2 separate regions of the Canis lupus genome follow, and region 2 is linked to region 1. Evidence: chromatin contacts called from public Hi-C data. All regions are on one chromosome and are shown on one strand. The core of a region is the stretch at or near the end of the contact, and the rest is flanking DNA. Distances in the headings are between cores, read along the strand shown.

Region 1 (4,419 bases), core at 1,365-3,864:
AGAGATATGGTTTATTCAGCACCTTCCAGAGTCAGAGGAGGGCGAAGAGGCTTGGTATGAGAGACACATACAGTCTAGTCACAAGAAAGTCCATTAATCGCAGCGAAGAGCCATTCTACTGGGCCCCGCTAGTAAATAGAGGAAACATCCTTCCAGAATGATCTACCTCTGTTGCTCTGATTCTTTGCCCACTAAATCGGTTTCTGATGAAAAACTCAGCTTTCCAGGCATGTGCAAATAGGACATAAGCATTTAGCTCACTGAAAGAGAACTTACTGCCATTTAGAAAACAAAACAATTGCATCTGATTTCTACCCAAGTTTCATGTGACTGACTAGTTTGCATCTCTCATGGATCATCTATAGGCATGCTGGGAAAGTTAGCTTCTGGCCCTAAAAGGCTGATTTGGAAGTCAGTGACTCAATCAGGGTGCTGATGTCTGTCACCTAATGGTATAAAGAGTGGAAGCCAGCAACTCTAAAGGACATTCCTGTCACCCCTCTTCCTCATCAAACTTGGTTATTGTTTCAAGCCTCAGGACTGGACTCCGTAGCAAAAAAAATAGCAGCAACAGCAGTAATAAAAACCAATATTCCTACAGGTCTTTATTAGCAAAGAAATAATACTTACATTAACAAAATCCCCACCCTGGATCATGAAATCTTTTATGACCCTGAAACAGAGAATAAAGCATCCTGAGAGAAGGTTCTGTCATTTAGAAAAACATTGACGTACTCATTATACTTTAGATTAACACTGATTTAAAAATAAAACGTTTTTTAAACTTTGGTGTTTTGTTTTTTTTTTAAAGACTTTATTTATTTATTCATGAGACAGAGGGAGAGAGGTGGGGGGGCAGAGACACAGGCAGAGGGAGAAGCAGGCTCCATGCAGGGAGCCTGAGGTGGGACTCGATCCGGGGTCTCCAGGGTCACGCCCTGGGCTGAAGGCGGCGCTAAACCGCTGAGCCACGCGGGCTGCCTCCTTTTTAAAGAATGTTCTGCTCTAAAAAAAAAAAAAAAAATGTTCTGCTCTTACTGGCTTTAGCTAATCAGAATCCATCCCTGGGGGTCTGGGGATGGGGGGAGAGGATGCTGAGAACACTGTTAATTGTAACCTTGCACCTACTGTTAATACCTTGGCATTTCTGCTGAATTCAGTTGGCAAAGTTCTGGTGCTAAACCGCTGAGCCACCCAGGGATCCCTTGGTTTTTAATAAGCCTTCAAATCTATTGTTGAGTTCACAAAAAACATTCCTTCTCAAGATCTAGGAATTATCCTATGGTTTTAGTTCCCTTTAAAGAAATGAATCTTACTTTCTAAAGAAAGTAAGAAATTACAGGGCAGCCCGGGTGGCTCAGTGGTTTCGTGCCTGCCTTCGGCCCAGGGTGTGATCCTGGAGACCCCGGATCAAGTCCCGCGTCCGGCTCTCTGCATGGAGCCTGCTTCTCCCTCTGCCTGTGTCTCTCATGAATAAATAAATAAAATCTTAAAAAAAAAAAAAAGTAAGAAATTACTTTTTTAGAAAGTAATTCTAAAATCCTGCAGGATGGTTTGCCAAGCCTTACCTGTGGAAGGTGCTCCCTTTGTATCCTATCGGAACCCCATCTTTTCTATAACCAAAAAGAAAGAGACTTGGAATGACGACAAGTAATGACAGGTCTTCCCAGCTTCCCACACACTCGAGCCAAGAGACTCTCTAAAGGTGGTGGGGAGGAGAGAGATAAAGGAGGCAAATGAACTGAAGACAGACCCTTGGGGTATTAACCTTCTACTACCGGCACCAGCAATCATTCAAGGCCTACGGGCGTGGTTCCCCAAAACCCCACTGCGGCCCCGGGGCACCCTTCAGGAGCGAGCAGACGAGTCAACCACGTCTGAGAGACTGACCTGAATTCTCCAGTGCAGAACTGCCTGAAAGGGAAAAGAGGGGATGCTTCAGTCTCGGTGACCCCACAGCGGGGGGCGCTCCTGGCGCAGAGGGGCGGGGAGGGGAGCGCGGCCTGAGCCCCCCGCGGGCCCGCCGGCCTCGACACCCAGAATTACGATGAACTGAGATGGGAAGGGTAAAAACGGGGACAATTCGGAGCTCCGATCTCAAGGGCGGGGAGCGGGCCGCCACGCAGGCCCGGTCCGGCTCCCGGTTCCGATGAGCATCCCCTTACCTAAAATTCTCGGCCGTCTTCGGCACAACGTCTGCAAAGAGCTCGATCTTCATGCGGCCGACCTCCTGCAGGCGGCGGGACACGGTCAGAAGGCCTCAGCGAGCAGGGATCCGGGGGGGCGGCCCGGTCCCCCCCGCCCCCCGGCGGGGCGCTGGGATGCGCGAGACGACTCCTCTCCCTCCCGAGCCCCCCGCCCCGCAGGTCGGTAGGTCCCGGTCCAGCTTCGCCTTCTGGCTTCCCGAGTCCGCTATCCCCGGGTGCGGGAGACCCTCCCGGCCGGGCCTGGAACCTCACCTGGCCGCCGATGCTGACATCAAAGAACACCACGGGATTGACGGGGCTTGAATTTGCCACCGCCATGGCTCCGACCCGGAAGCAGTAGCCGCAGGCACCGGTTCCGGCGAACCCGAGCCCCGATTTCCGGGGCTTCTACTCGCCGGCGCAGGCGCAGGCAGAGCCACCCGAGGCCAGGCCCCGCCCCCCGGAAGTCCCGCCCCGCTGCGGAGCGCTCCCGGCCTCCGGCGCCGAAACTGGGCGTCGCGGAAGTGGGCGGGGCCAAGGCCTCCGAGCCGACGTACACGGCGCGTCTTTCCCCCTCCGCTCAGTGTGCGCCGCGGCGGCGCGGGAGGCGGTGGGTCTTAGGTGCTGGACCCTGAGCGCTCGGGTTAAGCCGGAACCGGAGTTCTGGTTCTGCTCGCGAGCTGCCCCTCTTGTCACCTACAGTTCATTCCTGCTGGAGCTTTTTGTTTTTTTCCCCCTTTTAAAGATTTTCTTATTTAATCACGAGAAAGAGAGAGGCAGAGACACAGGCAGAGGGAGAAGCAGGCTCCATGCAGGGAGCCCCACGTGGGACTCGACCCCGGGTCTCCAGGGTCACACCCTGGACCGAAGGCAGGTGCTCAACCGCTGAGCCACCTGCCCCCAGCTAGAGCTTTTAAAATGAACCTGTTTATAGATCATTCCTGGCCTCCCATCCTTAGCTCTAGTGCCTACTATTGAGTAGCCCATAGTGAGGATCCAATAAATAGATTCAATGAATTGAGTGAAAAAAGGTGACCTTGGGCAAGGCTTAGAGTCACAGCCTGTATCTGATATCATAGCTATTGTGTCCTATATCCTTTGATCATCCTTTTTGGCCAGTTGTCTGCGGAAGCAGGGGTTACATGTAAAAACTCAATGTCTCAACTTAATGGTGTCTTTTTTATTTTTAGTTACTTTTCCTTTCCCCTTGGTATCCTTCTCTATCTCCAACTGAAGAGGGAGAAGAAAGAGTCCGAGGAGAGTAGGAGGGAGAGGAGCAGGATGGGAAGAAAGAACAGCAGGAGTCACCCTTCAGTATAGTTTATACCAACTATTCTAAAATAATTTTTTTTTAATTGGTAATATCCAATGTTGATGAGGTTGTGGAAAAACCAGTGCTAGTGAAAATCAGTGATGATGCCTAGCATTTGTTAAGCAGCTACTAAGTTCTAAATACACATTTCATTTACTTTGGTCCTCACAACTCTATGGGACAGGAATGACTACTGTTCCCATTTATGGATCAAGAAATTGAGGCTTAGAGAGGTTGACCATAGGGGCACCAGTGGCTCAGTCGATTAAACATCTGACTGCATCTCAACTCAGGTCTTGATCTTAGGGTGGTGTGTTCAAGCCCCACATTGGGCTCCATGCTGGGTGTGGAGCCTACTTAATAAAAAGAAAAGACAAGAAAAAAAGTCTGACTATAGAAACATTATGTTGACACAAGTTTTTCTTTTTCTTTTTTTTTTAAAGCAACACTACAAGTGATATACCAAAACTGTGTAACATTTGTGTCTTCTGGCCCATAACTGCCAATCTTTTCTGGAGTAACTCGAGAGAAAAGAAGAGTTATATTCGCAAAGACTTTCACCACAGCATAATCTCAAATAGTGAAAAAGCAGAAACAACTTGAATGCAAACAAGATAATTTATAGAACATCAACGTGATAGAATATCATGTGGCTACTGAAAGAATAATTATGAAGACTGCTAAAACACAGGAAAATGTTTTATGGTGTATATATATGTTTTTTTAAAGATCTTATTTATTTATTTATTTATTTATTTATTTATTTATTCATGATAGACATAGAGAGAGAGAGGCAGAGACACAGGAGGAGGGAGAAGCAGACTCCATGCCTGCAGCCTGACTTGGGACCCGATCCCAGGACCGTAGGATGGCGCCCTGGGCCAAAGGCAGGCACTAAACCGCTGAGCCACCCAGGGATCC
Region 2 (4,892 bases), core at 1,524-4,023, 250 kb after region 1:
TTATTATTTTTAAAATAGATTTTTAAAAGATTTATTTATTTATTTGACGGGGTAAGGGGCCGAGGGAGAGGGAGAGAGAGAGAAACCCAAGCCGACTTCCTGCTCAGCACAGAGCTGGATGCTGGGCTTGATCTCATGACCCTGAGATCACAATCTGACCTGAAATCAAATCAGACACTCAACTGACTGTGCCACCCAGGCACCCTGGGGGAGCCTTTATTTTATGGCAGCCTGTACATGGGTCCCTTTTGCTAGGTAGCTATGGGTTCTTGTTTCCATTTAATAGGCAAGAAAATGAGACTAAGTGAAACTAAATTGCTTGATACACAGGCACACAAGAACTAAGCTATGGAACACGAGATTAAACGCAGGTTTACCTTCCCAGGCTGGGTTTAAAGATTTCATGCATTTATTTGAGAGAGAGAGAGCATGCACCAGCACACAAGCAGGGGGAGCTGCAGGCAGGAGGGGTAGCAGCAGGCTCCTGGCTGAGCAGGAAGCCCGATGTGGGGCTTATTCCAGGATACTCTTTCCCTTATCATAGTGTAATGTCATTGTCAGATCTATTTGCATCGAACAGTATACTGTGAATTTTTTTTTTTAAGATTTTATTTATTTATTCATGAGAGACACACACAGAGAGAGGCAGAGACACAGGCAGAGGGAGAAGCAGGCTCCATGCGGGGAGCCTGATGTGGGACTCGATCCCGGGTCTCCAGGATCACACCCTGGGCTGAAGGCGGTGATAAACCGCTGAGCCACCTGGGCGTCCCAATACTGTGAGTTCTTATAGAGACTGTATCCTATTTTTCCTACTGATCCAAGTCATCATCTTGAACCAGGACAGTGGAGCCTCTGGCTTCCAATGGCCACTCACCATCTACTCTTAGCACCGTAGCTAGAGTGGTCTTTTGAAAGCATGAGCTGCATATTGCTCCTCTGTTCAAAGCCTGGTGGTGGATTTTTTTAATTTAAGATCCTTACAGCGGCCTACAAGACCCCACTGTGACCTTATCTGTCCATTCCTGCCTCTGTTGCTCACCTTGCTCTAGTTGTTCTGGATTCTTCCTGGTTTCTAACACTTTCAGGAATGCTTTCGCCTCCGGGCCTTTCCACTAGCTAGTCCTTCAGCCTGGGACACTCCCAGACAAAGGCATGGCTCACTCCCTCACCTCTTTCAAGTTTCTCATTAAAGTCACCTCATGAATTGGGCTCTCCCTGATGGCTGTTTAAGATCCCATCCTGTAAAACCAGAATTGGAATACTAATGAATCTCCCTTCATTTCTCTTCCACTAAATCCTCTTTGCTTACCCCTATTACCTTGCTCCACACATCTAGATGTTTTGATAACTCCTCCCTCTCCTCCTCTAAATATTTTCTTTTTCTCCCTCCCTTTTGCCTCAATACTGGCCTAAGGCCATTCGCCTAGATTAACACATGAGTTTCCATGATGAAAGAAGTGAGGTATAATGAAACAGAAAAATATGAAATGCCTCAGCTGAAGCTAGAAAGGAAGCTGGACTATGAAGATGTCAGGTTTGAATTCCAGCTGGTTTTTCTCTCCTGAGCCTCAATTTCATCAGCTGCAAAGATGAGCATAAGAGTCCTTTCTCACAGACTTGCGAAAGCATTGCATGAGAGGACACGTGAAAGCACCTGGCATGTGGTCTCCACTAGCTGGACAGTCCACCAGGTCGGAGCTTTGGCTTGTTCTCCACTGAGGCCCCAGCACCTAACACATGGTTTGGCTTTGTTGAATAAACCTACTACTACTACTACTACTACTACTATTATTATTATTATTTTAAGATTTCATTTATTCACTAGAGAGAGAGCAGCACATGAGCAGGGGAGGCAGCAGAGGGAGAGGGAGAAGCAGGCTCCCCTCTGAGCAGGGAGCCCAACATGGAACGCAATCCCAGGACCCTGAGATTGTGACCTGAGTGGAATTCAGATGTATAACCAACTGTCTGGCATAACCCAGGTGCCCCAAATAAAACTAATATTGATAAATAAACTGCTATTGTTAAAAAAAAAAAAATCCCAAGCCCTACCGTCCTCCAGTTTTCTTCACATCTCTTACCCTGGTCTCTTTTCAGCCATAGCGCTGAATACCTTTTAACACACCAAATAATTTTCTTGTTAGGTTAATCGCCTTTCTCTCCACAATAAATGAAAGCTCCGAAAGGGAAGGATGCTTCCTCCTCCTCCTCTCTCTCTACTGTTTGCTGATGCATCCAAAGCACTAAAATAGTGTCTGACAACCTTAATAGTAATTGGCAAGTATTTGTTGGACAAATGCGTGAATGAACCTTTTTATTTTCAGAGACTTGCTAGCGTCTTAAATATAGAAAAGGAGGGCAGCCCGGGTGGCTCAGTGGTTTAGCGCCGCCTTCAGCCCGGGGCCTGATCCTGGAGACCCGGGATCCAGTCCCACGTCGGGCTCCCGGTGCATGCAGCCTGCTTCTCCCTCTGCCTGTGTCTCTGCATCTCTCTCTCTCCTCTCTGTGTATGCTCATGAATAAAAAATTAATTAATTAATTAAAATGGAATACAGGAGTACTTTGAATGCCCAGCGCCTAGAAATGTTTGGCCAATGGCAGGTGTTCAGTGTTTGCTGAAGGAGCTGGGTACTCAGCTCCTTAACTACCTGAGGTCTTTATCCGATTCCCTACCAGACCATTGTCAAAAAAAGGTTCCTAGGGCCAATTCGCATCGAACACTGAGCACCTACTGTGAGCTCAAATGCATGCTTGGTGCTCGCCTTTTAGAGACGTGACTGACCCAATGATGCAACAACAGATTAGAGGTCTGAACGTAATCAAGCATGAAATTACAGGGCAGATCCGCAGGGCTAATAATCTAGAGAAGGAAACCGTGAAGATTGACGTAGAAGGAGATTCCGAGTTCACGTCTTCCGAGCTACCCTTGTGCAGGTTCCACCTGTTGGGAGCAAGGACCGTAACCGGGACAACAGGTGTCGCATCAGAAGGGCCTCGGTGCTGTGCTCTCAGCAGGAAGCTAAGGCTCGACCGGGGATGGGCTCGGTGGACGGGTCTAGAAGCCTGGGCTCGACCGCGCCAGCTGCCCGCGCCGTGCAAAGGTGGAAACGGGGTCCGGTTTCCCGGCGGAGGCGGAGGCGGAGGCGGAGGCGGAGGCGGAGGCGCTCGTCGCCACCGTGAGGGGGCGGGGGGGGGGCGGACAAGGTCACAGGGCGCCGTGGCTCTGGGGCCCGAGGAGTCCGGGAGCCGCGGGTCCCTGCCGTCCCCCACTACGGGGCCGCCCCCAGTCCCCAGCCGCCGCTCGGAGGCGCAGGGACCCCCGGAAGCGCTCGGAACCGCCAGACGCGAGCCCCCGGCGCCCCGGGGCACTACTTGTCCCCGCGGAGGGATCCCGCGCGCGCCGATCCCGCGGAGGGGAGGGGACGCCGCCGACGCCGGGCCGGTGACGCGCTGACGCAGCGACGTCGCGGGGGGCGGGGCGGGAGGGGAGCGGGCCGGGAAGTAGTTCCGGGTGCGCGGCCCCGGATGTTGGCTGCTCCCGCCGCCGCCGCCGCCGTCGCCGCCGCCGCCGCCGCCGCCGCCGCAGCCGCTCTCGGCGCTGCTCGGGGCCTCGGCCGCTCGCACCAGGCGCCGTTGGGGCCTTTCCCGGGGGGCGGAGACGCACGCAGCGGCCGGGGGCTCGGCCGGGCCGTCCCGGCCTGCGCAGCCTGAGGTGAGTGCCCGCCGCCCGGGCGGCGGGGCCGAGGCGGCGGGCGAGGAGGCGGGGCTGGGGCATCTCCCGGGACGGAGGCAGGGGCTCCCCTCTCGGCCGCGGCCGTGCGGCGGGGCGGCGGGGCGGCGGCGGCTGGCGGGCGGCGAGCGCTGCGTCCCTCCCTCCCCCGCGGCGCTCGGCCTCAGCTGCTGCTGCCCCTCAGCCGGGAAGCGGCGGCTCCGCGCCTGCCGCCCCTCCCCCAGCGGGGCCCCGGGGCGCCGGACGGGCTTCCCGGGGGCGCCGAGCGCGCGGACAGCGGCCGTCCGCCCCTCCCCGGGGCCTGCCCGCCGCCCCGCCGGCCCCCGACCTCGGCACGAGGCAGCTGCTTCCCCTCCGGCCCGGGGCGGGGCGGGGCGGGGCGGGGGGGTCGGCCGCCGGGGGTGCCCTGCGGGTGCGGCCCGCGCACCCCGACGCCGCGTCCTCCGCGGGCACCGGGGCGAGCGGCCGCTCCATGCGGACGTGTTGCTGTCCCGTGTGTGTTGCATCCTGCCCACGTGGTAGGGTGTCTCCCCCCTCCCCCCTCCATTTTTCGCAGCTGGCGAGGAGGGAGGTCTGCGCCGTGCTCCGTCCTCCGAGGCTGGTCGTGGGGTCAGTGCGCGTCGCCCCGGCCGACCTTAGGTTGGGGGGCGGCGGGAGAAGCCGGCGTCGTACTCTCGGAAACTGGAAGCCGCGGGGGACGCGGCAGGGCTTACTTTCCCAGACCTCTTCCCTTCTGCGCTTTTAGCTGTTTTCGTCCCCCCCCCCCCCCCCGCCCCATCCGTTGCCTGCGACTCCACCGGAGTGTGCTCTAGCTGCTGATGCACCGAGGTGTGCAGTTTGCACTTCTCCGTTCTACTTTCTGTGTGTCTGGTTGGCAGAGGTTTTTCTTTTTCTTTTCTTTTTTCCTCCTGTGTCGCGCCAGTTTACGTCTCCGTCTCTAAGCGGATTCCCGAATGAGCGGAGTCGGGCTGGCCAGGGACCGAGCGATCGGTGGGCATCTGTTTTGTTTTTTCCAGACCCTCATTCATTCATTCATTCATTCATTCATTCATTTATTTTTATTTTTTATATTTTCCTTTTTGCTTCCCAGCGAGACGAGTGCGTGTTGTGGAAGTACTTACCTGCTTACCTGTATGGCTCTTGGAACGCGGCGCTCCGT

The links. Hi-C and Micro-C count contacts between places; a contact is called where the count stands out from the background.
Region 2: a Hi-C map of blood shows a contact between it and region 1, with 4 times the contacts expected there. The contact joins the promoter of FOXJ3 here to the promoter of PPIH in region 1. A contact is called at or near these places in 2 of 9 Hi-C or Micro-C datasets (amygdala and blood).

What each region holds. Positions count from the first base shown.
Region 1 is chr15:754,397-758,815 of UU_Cfam_GSD_1.0, forward strand. It overlaps PPIH (peptidyl-prolyl cis-trans isomerase H), which reads right to left and starts at 2,615. Exons shown (of 11, transcript XR_005370055.1): 1 at 2,460-2,615; 2 at 2,166-2,230; 3 at 1,891-1,914; 4 at 1,569-1,613; 5 at 631-673.
Region 2 is chr15:1,006,134-1,011,025 of UU_Cfam_GSD_1.0, forward strand. It overlaps FOXJ3 (forkhead box protein J3), which reads left to right and starts at 2,774. Exons shown (of 13, transcript XM_038557690.1): 1 at 2,774-2,978. The coding sequence starts at 2,789.